3 separate regions of the Mus musculus genome follow, and regions 1 and 3 are each linked to region 2. Evidence: chromatin contacts called from public HiCAR-type and HiChIP or PLAC-seq data. All regions are on one chromosome and are shown on one strand. The core of a region is the stretch at or near the end of the contact, and the rest is flanking DNA. Distances in the headings are between cores, read along the strand shown.

Region 1 (4,400 bases), core at 1,319-3,818, 910 kb before region 2:
AGTGTGTCTCACACTAGCATAATTAGGGGCTAAGTAAATGGCTGAACAATTAAAAGCATGTACTGCTCTTTCGGAAGACTCAAATTCGATTCACAGCACCAAATCAGATGGCCTCCATTACAGAGAGATCCAACAATCAGCTTCTACAACTCATGTACACAACCCACAAAGACACACCCATACATGTAATTTAAAAATAAAATCACTTTTTGCAAAAGTGATAAAAAGCCAGTATTACCTATCTAACCATAAGCCACACATACCTAATAAGTTTTACTAAAAGAGTTTGACTGTTAGCTCGAACTGATACTGTAATTAATTCTACTCTCCCGCCTTCCTTTTTCATTTGCGACAATGAAATCTTTTGCTTTGATTTTTTAAAAAGTTTACTTTTATGTGTATGAATGCTTTCCCTGCGTGTGAGTAAGCTACCACGGGCATAAGCCAGATCCCTGAACCTGGAGTGACAGGTGGTTCTGAGCCATTCCATATGGGTGCTGAGAATCAGGCCTGGGTCCTCTACAAGAGAACAAGAGCTCTGTTCTGCTAAACCAGCTCTAGCACCCTGCAACAGTGGAGCACTATTTAATGCAATAGAAAAAGATTTGCACTAATTAAATCTTAACTCTACAAAGTTATTTCCTATTTCTACTGTCCTATAAATTCAGATTAAATAACTACTTAGCACTCGAGTGCACCAACAAAAAGAAAAGGCCACCATCACTGTCATCCAAGAGAATGAGACACTGGGAGGGGTGGATGGTCAGTCACACAATAGTGAATATATAACCATTATATAACCATTATTTAACCATTATATAACCATTGACTCAAAAAATGCACTCTCCAAATGCAGGTGAAAGCTGATGTCAGGGACATGAATACCACCCATGCTAAAAAGCACAGATACTATCACACATTCCAATGTATCTACTGAAGCGACTAGTTTTTCCAGCCTTCAGTTCTAGTGATGGTTCCCTTTACAAATGGGGAAAGAGGCTCCTTATGGTATACAGTAAAAGGTTCGTCATAGAAAAGTACAGGCCTAGTATAATGACACGACGCCTCTGGTGTGTGTTTAAATCTGCTAACATACAAAACAGCAATGTGAGACACTATTGAGAGGTTAAAGACAATGACTAGGAGAAGTTATTATACAGACCCAACATAGACCATATGCTATTAGACACCAAGGAAAGGAAGGCAAAACCAGAATTTGAGCTATGCATCTCAACTTGCAAGCACAAATCATGGCTAATTTCCTTCACCTAATTTTTCTCTGTACTTCATTAAAGATAGACATCTAAATTGTTTCCAAAGGGTCATTATAGTCAAGATGAATCAACCAAGAAAAGAAGTTCAAACCAAGGGAACTTTTTCCTTTTAAAATATAGTCATAGGGGCTAAAGAGATGCCTCAGCAGTTAAGAGAACTGATTGTTCTTCCAAAGGTCCTGAGTTCAATTCTGACCACCTGCATTGCAAAATTATAGTCATAAAGATCAAATGCAAATTTAAAAGTAAATTTTAAAGGGGGTGGACAATAAGACATAAAATAGGGTGGTTGCTAGCAAAGAGATCTTTAAAGACCCAGTTGGAACCGTTATGTAATTTCACTGCCACAAATCTTAAAATAGCATTAGCCTACCTACCACCTTACTGAACTATCTTAAATTATGTAGAAAAATCATATAAAAACAGTTTGGTTAAAATCAGACATATTAAGGTTGTAGACAGTAAATTAATATTTTCATGACAAGAACAATTATTTGCTAATAATACCACAGGAAGTCTCTATCATTTTGGGAAAGAAATCTCTTCAGAAATGACAAAAACGCATTTAATACAGATTTCAAAACAGCTGCTGATTAAGAATAAATTTGATGGGCTCATGAAATAATTCAGCTGTTAAGAGGATTGGCTGCAGCAGGGCAATGGTGACGCACGCCTTTAATCCCAGCACCTGGGAGGCAGAGGCAGACAGATTTCTGAGATTGAGACCAGCCTGGTCTACAGAGTGAGTTCCAGGACAGCCAGGGCTATACAGAGAAACCCTGTCTCGAAAAAAAACAAAAACCAAAAAACAAAATAAACAAAAAAAGAGGGAAGGGGGGATTGGCTGCTATTCCAGGGGTCCTTGAGTTCAATTCTCAGTACCACATAGTGGCTCACAACCATCTGTAATAATATCGGATTCCCTCTTCTGGCCAGCATGGTGTCACAGGCAGGAACAAATTTCACCCGGGCCATTAATGACTTTTATCCATCTTTGTTTTTGAGGATTGTTACTGGGAAAGCTTTAGTTCTGACTCCTGTGGTAGATTCACACTTGCTCCCATGTGGCAAGCATTAGCAACTGAATTGACAGTCCCTGCCCCATGATGTATTTATTCACTAATGCTTGGGTACTAACCTTTTCCTCGACGGCCCTTCTTCAAAATCTGAAGAACTAACATCGTTGCTAGTAGAGGACACTTGGGAGGCATCATCCTTCTCGTTCTCTGACTGCTCTGAGGCTGGTCCTAGTGCCTTAGCCTGGGCATTACCAAGAAGCCCTACAGGTGAGAAAAGGGACAAACACTTAAACACATTACATCAGAGCAGCACTTTTCCTTCTACCCTGTGCCCAAGCTGACAAGGACAGAAAACTTACATACACATACAATCCTTTAAAGGGGGTAAGAAAAATTAGCCTCACTCCATAAGAGAATCAAAAGCTTAAGAAGGAAACAATTAACAAGGAAATTCAAGACAGACAGGCAGGCGCACGCGTGAGTGCTGGGGTGTGTGTGTGTGAGAGAGAGAGAGAGAGGGGGGGGGGGGGGGAGCTGGATCGGGTTTTGATACAGAGAAAGGATCTCAATGCAGTCTGACCTGAGTGAGTGATCCTATTGTTTCAGCATCTAAGATGCTACCTATTAGATAGAGACCTGACTAAAGTACGTTTTATTTTGAACATCTCTTGTGCCTCAAGGCTAGAAAAGATGTGACAATTATCATAAAAACCCAATGAGTCATTTCTAAATAGCTACCAACTGGTAAATATTTACTTTATAACAAAAATTGACCAATACCAGCTACCCACAGAAACATCATAAACACATCTTAGAGGCAAACTGGAAACCCAAATAGAGCCCTTAACAACGTAGCTTGTACCCAGTCTTGTCTCAGACCTAGTCAAAGAACAATTGCTCTCTAGATCTGAAGTCCTGATGCGTATATACACACTACCATGGATGCACTCCTGTGGACACAAACATGGAAAGGTCCACCACAGGATCCCAGAAGCAGCAATCACCAAATATAACAGCAGAAAGGATTAAATGATGTTAATGGTTCCTAATTTTGCCTACTTGTTTCAATGTTCTTTGCAAATCTAAAAAAAAAAAATTGTATATTTATCCAAAATATCATTTCTATTAGCAGTACATTGGCACACCAATACTGGAATTATACAAATATGATTTCCAACACCATTAGAAATGTGACTGGGGCCCTTCCGCTCCACTCGCGCCCCGAGGTACCTTGCCAGCGGAGGCGCCCACGCAAGGGCCCACACAGGATTCCCCATGGGATCCTAAGACCTCGGGTGAGTGGAACACAGCCCCTGCCCCAATCCAATCGCGCGGAACCTGAGACTGCGGTAAATAGGGAAGTGGACTACCCGGGCCTGACCTGGGGCACAAGCCCCTTCCGCTCCACTCGCGCCCCGAGGTACCTTGCCAGCGGATGAGCCCGACACCCGCAAGGGCCCACACAGGATTCCCCACGGGATCCTAAGACCTCTAGTGAGTGGAACACAACTCCTGCCAGGAGTCCGGTTCGAACACCAGATATCTGGGTACCCTCCCTGCAAGAAGAGAGCTTGCCTGCAGAGAATACTCTGCCCACTCAAACTAAGGAGAGAGCTACCCTCCCAGGTCTGCTTATAGAGGCTAACAGGGTCACCTGAAGAACAAGCTCTTAACAGAGACAACTATAACAGCTAGCTTCAGAGATTACCAGATGGCGAAAGGCAAACGTAAGAATCAATATGAACTAACCAGTACCCCGGAGCTCTTGACTCTAGCTGCATATGTATCAAAAGATGGCCTAGTCGGCCATCACTGGAAAGAGAGTCCCATTGGACATGCAAACTTTATATGCCCCAGTACAGGGGAACGCCAGGGCCAAAAAGGGGGAGTGGGTGGGTAGGGGAGTGGGGGTGGGGGTGGGTGGCTATGGGGGACTTTTGGTATAGCATTGGAAATGTAAATGAGCTAAATACCTAATAAAAAATGGAAAAAAAGAAAAGCAATCATAAAAAAAAAAAAAAAAGGAAAAAAAAAAAAAGAAATGTGACTGGGGCCAGAATATAGTTCAGCAGTGAAGTCTGGTTCAATATCTTAGCAAGAAAAGGGA
Region 2 (4,977 bases), core at 2,189-4,688:
AGGGTGACCCGGGCACAGGGTGCCTAGGTTCTGACGCAGATTTGGAACCTACAGTCCGAAGCTCTTCAGGCATCCTCTTCTCCGTTACCATGGAACGGACAGAATAGCTTGGACTCTGAAGCAGAGTCACAAGAAGTGTGATTCATCCAGAGCAGCATCACCATGCAGAACAAGCAAATACAAAATCCTAAAAAAGAACAAAACCTTAGTAATATGCACTGCTCTGACTTAGTAAGCAGGGCATTTTGTGGCTACTCTGTTAAAAATTTGTTGGTCATTTTCACGACTTAGTTATTCTGTGTGCCTATTTCTTTTCCAGAGAAAGAACAAGGATACATTTACTTTAGCATTTTTTTTTCTCTTTACTGGGTGCTTTCCACATTGCTCCTGAAGCCCATTTCCACATACAGAATATATTTAAGGAGCTGTCTTCTGATTAAAGAGAAAAACATGTATGTAACTAATTTCCTATAGACTTTTAAAACACTTTGTTCATCTAGATGTGTGTATTTCTACTCTAATTGAAATTCCAAAATAGTCACTTTCTGAACTGTCAAAATTGTAAAGCTGTTGATGGGTGCAGCTCTGGGGTTTCCATGGTAACTACTTTCATTGCCTAGGAGATGCTGGTCTGCTGACGCTACTTGCTGAACTGGCTCAAATCTTGAAAAGTTGGCGCTACCCAGGAGTGTGCGAGCATGTCCTGAAAGTTTAGCAGGCTTTAATCTCTAATAGCTGACACCAAGCGTGGTTGTATCAGGTTTCCTCTGGCTGAGATAGCTCTGTCTGACCTGAAGTTCTTCACTCTGTTGAGGATAAGCTGTTTGACAATCATCTAATGTTAGCTACTAGGTCCTATTTGGACAGTGATCATTTATATGAATAATTCCCAAATTACATTACCTTGGTTACTAATAGGTGGCCAAAGATGACAGAATTTTAGTTTGTTCATGGGGCAGCAAGATGTTCCAAAGGCAAATGGTACACAGACCATTACACAAGTCTGTGAGCTCTCTCTCTCTCTCTCTCTCTCTCTCTCTCTCTCTCTCTCATTCAGGAAACTCCAATTTCTTCTAATTATATCCTGAGGATCATTTAAACAGGGCGGTCCATTTGAAAGCAGTCACTTTTAAAGCTATTTTGCACTAAATGAGTTTTCTTTTAGATGTGTTTGGCTGGCTCAAGAATCAATCACCACATGCAAATGTGCTGATAAATAAAGCCCTGGCTGCATCTTGGAGCTTCCTCAAAAACTGATGTGCGTGCTGTCTGCTGAAAACGGAACCCTTAAACACTCCTTAAACGTTTAAGTGTACGCCGCTGAATCCAAGGTGTCCATTTGATGTGTGTCAATTCATGAGGTACACAAAACAACAAGAGGAATGTGAGTCTTTCCCTCGCAAGTTAGCTGGTGAGGATGCCTGGGTGAGGCAGGGCTGCTGGGAAGTTGCTCCCCACGAGGAAATGGCTCCCCACACTTATGGTAAGGAGTCCTTTCAAAGTCACTAGCAGGTGAGTTGTGACTGGCTGTGAGCCAGTTATACCACATCTCTTTGGGATCTTTCTTTCCACTCTTAGTCTCCATTTCTAATGGAAGACAGACACCAGGAAAAGAGAAGGTCTCCAAGGTACGATTGACAACTTCACAGGCTTCTAAGCCAAAGCATGCACCAAACAGACGTGTTGACAGCTGACCCAGTTGTTACAATGTCTCAGCTCTTGGTCGGTTGTATCTTGCAATGACAATTTTCCTAAGTTGCCTTTGTGGTTTAGGGGACTGCCACATGTTCGTGACACATATTTTTTAATTATCTATAAACCTTGTTCTTTGTTTTCCTTTAGTGATTTGGAAGCTGCATATGTAGCTTCCATAATAATAAAATGATCATAGGCACACCGGCTACCCAGTTAGTGAGAGCGTGGGTACACGGGCTACCCAGTCAGTGACTTCCAGGTGTGGCGACATGGCTGCGTTCTCCATGGAAAATGGAAGTGTTGTAGATTGCTTCCAGACTTGGCGGAAAATATTACACAAGAGCTCCTCTGGGGGCCTTTCCCATCTTCCAGAGACATGGAATCCAGCAGAGCGCTAAAGAAGGCAGCATGGATCCCCAAGAAATGGCATCTGCTGATCTGCCCTGTTGGCCAACTTCTCACCTCTTGAATTTGAGAGTGCAAATATCTTCATTTAAAAAAATTGGCTTAAAAGTTTCTTGATAAATACTAGTACACATTTGGGTCTTTAGACATAAACTGTATTTTGTCCTAAATAACATAGGCATTGAAAGTGTGATTATAATTAGTACCAAGATGAGCTTTCATATGTAAATCCTTACCTAAATGTTTAGGAGGAAGTTTCTTTCTTTTAAAAGGGGATTATTTTAGTGTGTGTGTGTGTGTGTGTGTGTGTGTGTGTGTGTGTGTTGGTGACCAGTGGGCCAGAGATGTCAGAGTTACAGATGGTTGTGAGCTTCTTGATGAGAGTGTTGGGAACCAAAGGAAACATACACAGGTGACCAGAAAGAGCAGTTTGTGCTCATAACCGCTAAGCCATCTCTCTACCCTATAAAAGAGTTTCCCTATTTGGCAGTCTCTGAATTAGACTCACAAAAGAAGCAAGGCAGAGGGCTCAGAGCCTGTGACAGGAAGACATACAGAAGAAATGCTGATGAACCACTGTCCAAGTGAGTCGGGTCCATTGTTGTAGTTCTCAAGACAGGACATGTGCCTTTTGGTTCCTTTTTTAAATACTGAATTTAACCTTAACATTCTTCTGTATATAATAGAATTCTGCATACCTGAGATGTATCTGAGATTATTTTTGTGAGGTCTTGTCACCCAATACAAAATTCTCAGAGAGCTATCTGCAACATGTAAGAAACTGCTCTGCTCAGTTTATTGCTTGTTGGGATGCCATGAAGTGTTTGGCTCAGCCGGGAGACTCTTCAACTACAAGAAAGGGGACAGCCATCTCCAGTGGGCACTGTCAGGACTTGAAGCATCCAAGATGGTTTCTCTGTCTTTACTGTCTTGCTTAATGTAATTCCTGGGCATATAAACACCTAACTTGAACAGCCTAAAAACTTGGCCGCCTCTATCTATTTTCAGATTTGGACATAGGCATTAAAAAAAAAAAGAGTCATATTTAAGAGATGAGGGAGAGAGCCACCTCTTGACAGAGCAGGTTGTATTTACAAAGGAGAAAGGCACTGGCTGCGCATACAGTCTACCTACTACAGGGAATTGTAATATAACAAAGAATATTTCTGTTCTTTATCCCCAGTTCCTAGAACAGAGCTTCAAAAACTCTTGGATCTTTCAAAGTGACACATGTCTAATTCTTTTGTTGTTCATAACAAGGGCCCCTTTCTATCATAGCTGGGCATATGCTAATGAAATGACTCATTATACAGAGCTCTCAGACAGCATCCGGTAATCCCAGTCCCCCCCTCCCCAGACCCCCCACAGGGTTAGAACTTTGGAATTCCAGCCCCACCTCTCAATGTCCTGAGAGGGGAGAGAGACTGGAGATTGAATGCAATTCTAATCGCCTGTGATTAAATCAATTATGCCTATATAATGAAACCCCGATACAAATTCCCAGCACATGGAGGCTCAGGCAGGTTCCCAGCTGTGGCACATAGCCTTGTGCTGGAAAACATTCATGGAGTCTGTGAAGAGCTGGACACCAAGCCGCCAGTCCCAGACCTCACCTTGTGAAATTCTTCATCTGGGTTAGCATTTGCCTGCTCTGTAAGTAAGTAATAACAGCAAGAGGGCAGGAGAGATGGCTCTGTGGGTGAAAGTGCTTGCAATTCTGCCCCAAGACCCAAGTTTGATCCCCAGGAGAGACATAGTAGGAAGGAGAGGACTGGGACTGACTTGGTGTCTGGGACCTCCATGTGTGTGCCATGACACATGCACATATACACATGCACATAGATAGATAGATAGATAGATAGATAGATAGATAGATAGATAGATAGACAGACAGACAGACAGACAGACAGATAGATAGATAGATAGAAAAACGAACAGTAAGAATAGCTCTTTCTCAGGTTACAGGAGTCACCTAGTCAACTAGTCTCATGACTAGTTGAATTGTTGAGAGTTGGGGGGAATCCTCCAAAACTGTCATCATTTCAGACAAAGGTGTTATTTGGGATGTGACTGCTGAACTTGTGGGATGGAAGCTGGCTCTAGTTCACTGGCATCAGCCTGGACTTGTAGGATAACCAGTTGGTATCAGAGGACGCCTGTGGGAAGGCAACTCCCTATAACATCACCTAGAGGGCCCGAGTTCAGTGGCTCATGTATGCATGGCCCATGTGCCCCTTGCAAAGATATCATTTTCCTGTCGGTTAATGTTGGCATGTGCACTCATAATGAATAAGCAGCTAGAAGGTGTAGGCAAAGCACTTTATAAACTAAAGAACATAAAACAAGTATTAGCTAAAATTATGTACCAGACCCTGATGCATAGTCAAACATCTCAGAGCACGAGTACTCGGTGGCTAGAGCCTCAGCCACGTGCCAGCCAAGTGAGAGAAGTAATGAATGTAGATTCCCAAACTAAAGATAGAACTTTCGCTCTATGTGGCTTCCGTGTGCACTTCTGGAATCCTTTTTTTTTTTTCCCCCATTCAATCCCAGGCAAAAACTTGGCAAATGTCTCCTCATGAATCATCTTCCAGTGGCGCTTGCTATTCCACACCAGCAGAAGAATTATGTGAGGCCACAGTCTTGGCTGGCTTGCACTCAAAGAAAACACGCTATCCCAAAGTCCATGTGGTGTTTGAACTGGCTCTCAGCTCCTGCATCCAGTCGGCCCTTGAAGCAGAGTTAAGATGGGCTCCCATCTGAATGCTGTGGGGATGTTGGTTGAGACTCAGCAGAAGAGATGGTGCTGGCTAGCTGATGGCATAATATCCACCCCCCAGAATTTTGCCATGCCCATTCATGAAGTGGAACATGTGC
Region 3 (4,398 bases), core at 1,183-3,682, 650 kb before region 2:
CTTTTTTTTTTTTTCTTTTTAAACATGCTATGGGTGAAAGTTTGCAAGAGCTTTACAGTGGAGGTGAAAGTACTTTTGTGACCCACAGGAAGGCAGTTGCTTACCCCTCTCCCCTGAGGGCCTGTCAGAATTTCTCTGTGACATTAAGTAGCTTTTAGCTTGGCAGAGGACAGTGAGAGACTGCTTTGTAGGTGAAATGTGACAGCAAATCTCTTCATTTGGATCTAGGAGATCCTTGCACAGCTCTGCTCAAGAAGAGACGAGGAAGTGTGTGCAGTGATGGAGGGGAGAGGTGAGGAGTGTCAGGAGGTGCCCGGGGAAGTTTGGGGCCAGGCCTCAGGTGATAGGCAGGTGGTAGGTACCCTGGTGCTGAGCAGATTAGGGTGGATCAGGGCTGGCTGGGGGGTGGGGGTGGGGGACCTGAGCGATGGAATGGGCTCCCTCCTTTGCCCATCCTCAGATCCACGGGTTGCATACCTTTGGGAAGTCTGGTTGAAAGGCAGGAGGCGTGTACTTACAGTGACTCTGGAAATGGAGGTGAGGGGTCTGTGATACTGAGAACAGGGAGGAACAGGAAGTGAGAGCCCAGATCTGAGAGGCCAGCCCTCTTCAAATTCCTTGATCTTGGGAGACAATACCAGACTGGTCATAGATTCCAGAGGGGGCAGGGGCAGAGGGAGAGGGAGAGGGAGGAGGAGGGACAGAGACAGAGACAGACACAGAGATACAGAGATGAACCAGAGACGGAGAATGAGGACCTAAGACTGTGATAGAACAAGCATAAAGCTCTGGCTCCAGGGTTCCATCTGTCGTACCACACCCAGGAGAGAAATACAACAGGATAGGCAAGCCGTAAATTCTGGCGTCCGTCAGGAGAGAAGATACTGAGAAGAGGAAGAGAGAAAGCCACGGGGTTTCCAGTGGAGTCTGTGAAGGCAGGCAGGCAGGCAGAGTGATTGAGCTCATGGCAGAGCTGCAAGGTAGGATGGGGTGTGGGCAGCTTTAGAGAGAGAACAAAGGCCCTGAGGGTCAAGGAAAGGGCCCCAGGCTTTAGCCAGTGTCTGAAAGGAAAAGACAGAAGGAAGGAAAAGAGAAAGTTACTCGGGCCACCTGGCAGTGCTTAGGGTGTTTATCGCCCATCTCTTTACCATGGGCTTAGGCGAATCAGCCTTCATGAGGGTGATCTCTTGTCCAGGTGACAGGCAGGACCTGCTGGGATTTTTTAAAGTTTTTGTTGTTGTTGTTGTTTATGTGTATGGTGTCTGTGTGGCTACCTGTGGAGTCCAGCGCTGGCTCTCTTGGAGATGGGGTTACAGGAGGTTGTGAGCCATCTGGTGTGAGTTCTAGGAACCAAACTAGGATCCTCTGGAAGATTAGCAAGCTGGACCACCTCTCCAGTGCCCTGGATTAAGTCTTAAGAAAGAGGAGAAGATAGTACGTGATGCTCTTATCTTGGAGCAGAGCAGGATATCATGTCTACACACAGGGCCAGGGCATTTCTTTCTTTCTTTTTTTTTTTTTTTTTTTGACTGGAAGGCCCAGGGAACCGCAAAGGTGATGTACTTTTTCAGTCTTACTAGGGGGAGCAAGAGGCAGTGCTCAAAGCTGACTCGAAGACTTTGAGTCAGCATTTAAGGCTGTTATAACAATCCTCTTCCCTCGGGACTCGAGACTCCAAAGGATTTAGAGGCAGAGCTGAAATTAAGAAATATGTATGACCCATTTTTCCCCCTCATGAAAATCTGGAGATCTAATCCAAAATTGCTCACTGGAAGGCATGAGTGTCGGGGCTGGAGTTTGGATCATTCGCTCATGTATGACTCTCAGAACAGGTGCTCATTTAGAGAGGTAGCAGAAAAGCAGACCAGGGGACACCCCTAACCCCCTGCCTCACCCACACACATGCCAGGCTCCTGCAAGCTTGGGTCCATTGTCCAGACAGATCCAAGGACATGTTCAACTTCTGGTCAAGGACATGAATACAGGCTTCTGTCCCTAAGTTGTCTGGTCCATCTCTGTCTCCTTTCCTCATCACAATTAACAGACTGGTATTGCGAGGTTTTCAATCTTTAACAGACTTTAACGGCTGATGTTGTTAGAGGTACCACAACTCTTCTCCCAGGAAGCCAGGAGAGTCCTGCCAATCGTGTGTGTTGCTAATGAATTATGGTTGCATCATTTGAAGTCTTAACCTATGAGAGTTTTTTTTGTTTTTTGTTTTTTGTTTTTGTTGTTTTGTTTTTTCCTTTCTTTCTTGCCAGAACCTTCCTCAGCATAGTGCAGGGTCAAGTGTTACCTGCTAGCAAGTTCCTATCTTGGACTCCAGCCACTGAGCCTCTTGCTCTCCCTTCCAGGGCCCTGGGAGAGGAATGAGCTGCCAGGAGACCCTAATCATATGCATGCTGTCATCTGGAAATGATTACAGTGAGAGGACAGGGAGAACCCACGTTGATAGCATTGATTAGTTTCTTATTTCTAAGCAGAGAGAGCGCCCCTCTCTATTGCTTAAGATCCTGTTCCAATTTGTTCAGATTTTTCTCTTTGGTAGTGTAAAAAGCAAACTTATTTTGCCTTGGGAGCCCAGGACTACACTGGGCTTTGAAGACTGCAGCCATCTCTACAGGAGCTCTAGAGGCAGCTTCAACCAATGCTCAGCCTGAGATTAGCACATCAAAGGCCAGAGGTGGTCCCGAAGGGCTGGAGGAGCTTGGGGATCTAGGGATGTGGGGACCCAGGCTAGGATGGAATAATAATAATAAAAAAAAGGCTTACATTCCAATTCTTCAAATCTTTCAATTGCACGTTTGTGATCGTGAAAACCGCAGGCCGAACATACACAGGCACGCACGCACGCATGCACACGCACGCGGGCGTGCCCTGCTTTCCGAATACAAAAGAGGAATTAGAAATGAGCCAAAGAAAGAAAGCAAAAGTCCAATTTTCTCTGCCGTCTTTTCCCTAGAACCCAGAACGAGGCGCATGGAAACACTAGGTTTCCAGCTACTGCTTCAGAACCTTCCCTTGCACTAATTGCTAGGTTAAAACGAACCTCCAGAAAATAAATTCTGTCATTGCCCTGGGGTGCTGAGCCAAAATAACAACGGCAACCCTTAATAGCCAGGCTGAGCTGTGGAGGCCACAGTTATTTTTATCCTAACAAGAGGCACTGGTGATGTAGAGGAAATTGTCTCTTGGGGAGAGGATTCCTTTCGTGACTTGACCACAGCAGTAATAAGTTTCCGGGGCCCCTAAGCAGGTGTGTAGAGATGGGCGACCTTGAATGCAGATGAGGAGAGAGGATAAGAAAATTGACAGAAACCCAAACTCCCGAGATAACCTGTCGTGGAAATAAACAAGCTTGCAGAAGTGAAACACCAGGCAAGTGATAGGAGGAGGAGGCCTCTAATGAACTGGGTTTTGAAGGAAAACCCATTTGGATTCTTCTCGTGTCAGAAGTTTGTACTTAGGTAGGCTTATCTGTCTAGAAATGAAGTTACCCGACTTTGTGTCTAAAACAAATGTCTAAATTCTAAAGGGGTATAGGGATATACTCACTCTTCTCTAAAGCTTTAAGGGTTTAAGATTGATCAAAACGGTAATAGTAGAAAAGTTTGTTTAGGTTACTGATTAATTTTTGGTACAATTTTTAAAAAATAAAGATTTCTTTATTTTTATTATGTGTACGGGTGTGTTGTGTATTTGTGCGGGGGAGGGGGTGTCTGTGCTCATGCATGCTGGTGCACACAGAGAGGAAACTGCTGGTCCCCTCCGTCCCTCCTCCCTCTTCTTCCTCCCCTTGTTTTGGTTCTACATAGCCCTGGCTGTCCTGGAACTCACTATCTGGACTAGGATGGCCTCGAACTCATAGAGACCTCCTCTGCCTTCTGCTCCCTCCGCTCTCCTAGGCAGGGTCTGTGTGACTAGCCCTCATCTTCACTTCTTTCCTAAGGCTGCTAGGCTCATTTATCTCTTATTATTACGCACTGAGCACGGAAGGGGATACAAACATTTAAGGCATGGAAAGTGGTGACCTGGCCCGGGTCCAAAATGGGAAGACAGAGGCAAAAAAATATAAGTGGAAGTGTGATATCCCTTTCCTATTCAAGTCAGTACGCTTCGGCTGTGATGTGTTTATTTAATTCAGTTTATTTTATTATTCTCTCTGTCCCTCTCTGTCCCTCTCTGTCCCTCTCTCCCTCTTCCTCTTTTCCTCCCTCCTCTTCTTCTTACTCTTTTAACTTAGTCTTTTGTACTCTGGGGTGGCCTTAGAAGTGGCTCTGCAGCCAAGGATGACTTTGAACGTCTGAATGTCTCCAGGAACACGACTGCAGGTGCTCGCTACCACCACACCCTGTTGGTGCTGTGCTTGGCTTGAATTCAGGGTTTTATGTGTGCTGG

Evidence for each region. HiCAR-type assays count read pairs that join an accessible place to other places. HiChIP or PLAC-seq counts read pairs in DNA pulled down with a chosen protein or histone mark.
Region 1: a HiCAR-type map of embryonic stem cells shows a contact between it and region 2, with 5 times the contacts expected there. The contact joins two enhancer-like sites. A contact is called at or near these places in 1 of 39 promoter capture datasets (cranial neural crest), 1 of 484 Hi-C or Micro-C datasets (bone marrow-derived macrophages), 3 of 115 datasets of contacts at active chromatin or transcription factors (differentiating embryonic stem cells, embryonic stem cells and neural tube) and 1 of 9 other capture datasets (embryonic stem cells).
Region 3: a contact with region 2 is called in an H3K27ac HiChIP or PLAC-seq map of embryonic stem cells, with 3 times the contacts expected there. The contact joins two enhancer-like sites. A contact is called at or near these places in 3 of 115 datasets of contacts at active chromatin or transcription factors (bone marrow-derived macrophages, embryonic basal ganglia and embryonic stem cells) and 1 of 9 other capture datasets (embryonic stem cells).

Annotation. Positions count from the first base shown.
Region 1 is chr13:44,846,434-44,850,833 of GRCm38.p6, reverse strand. It overlaps Jarid2 (jumonji, AT rich interactive domain 2), which reads right to left. Exons shown (of 18, transcript NM_001205043.1): 3 at 2,413-2,554. Among named protein-coding and RNA genes, the nearest start is that of Jarid2, 120 kb to the right of the region's middle. Within about 2 kb of position 2,568, at least 4 of the 459 cell types and tissues checked have an H3K27ac peak or open chromatin away from gene starts, as enhancers often do. A contact at or near this core is called in embryonic stem cells, where this site is marked.
Region 2 is chr13:43,935,227-43,940,203 of GRCm38.p6, reverse strand. No RefSeq gene overlaps it. Among named protein-coding and RNA genes, the nearest start is that of Gm2233, 11 kb to the left of the region's middle. Within about 2 kb of position 3,438, at least 20 of the 459 cell types and tissues checked have an H3K27ac peak or open chromatin away from gene starts, as enhancers often do. A contact at or near this core is called in embryonic stem cells, where this site is marked.
Region 3 is chr13:44,580,940-44,585,337 of GRCm38.p6, reverse strand. All of the region lies in intron 2 of Gm40931 (a long non-coding RNA gene), which reads left to right. Among named protein-coding and RNA genes, the nearest start is that of Gm34276, 14 kb to the right of the region's middle. Within about 2 kb of position 2,432, at least 43 of the 459 cell types and tissues checked have an H3K27ac peak or open chromatin away from gene starts, as enhancers often do. A contact at or near this core is called in embryonic stem cells, where this site is marked.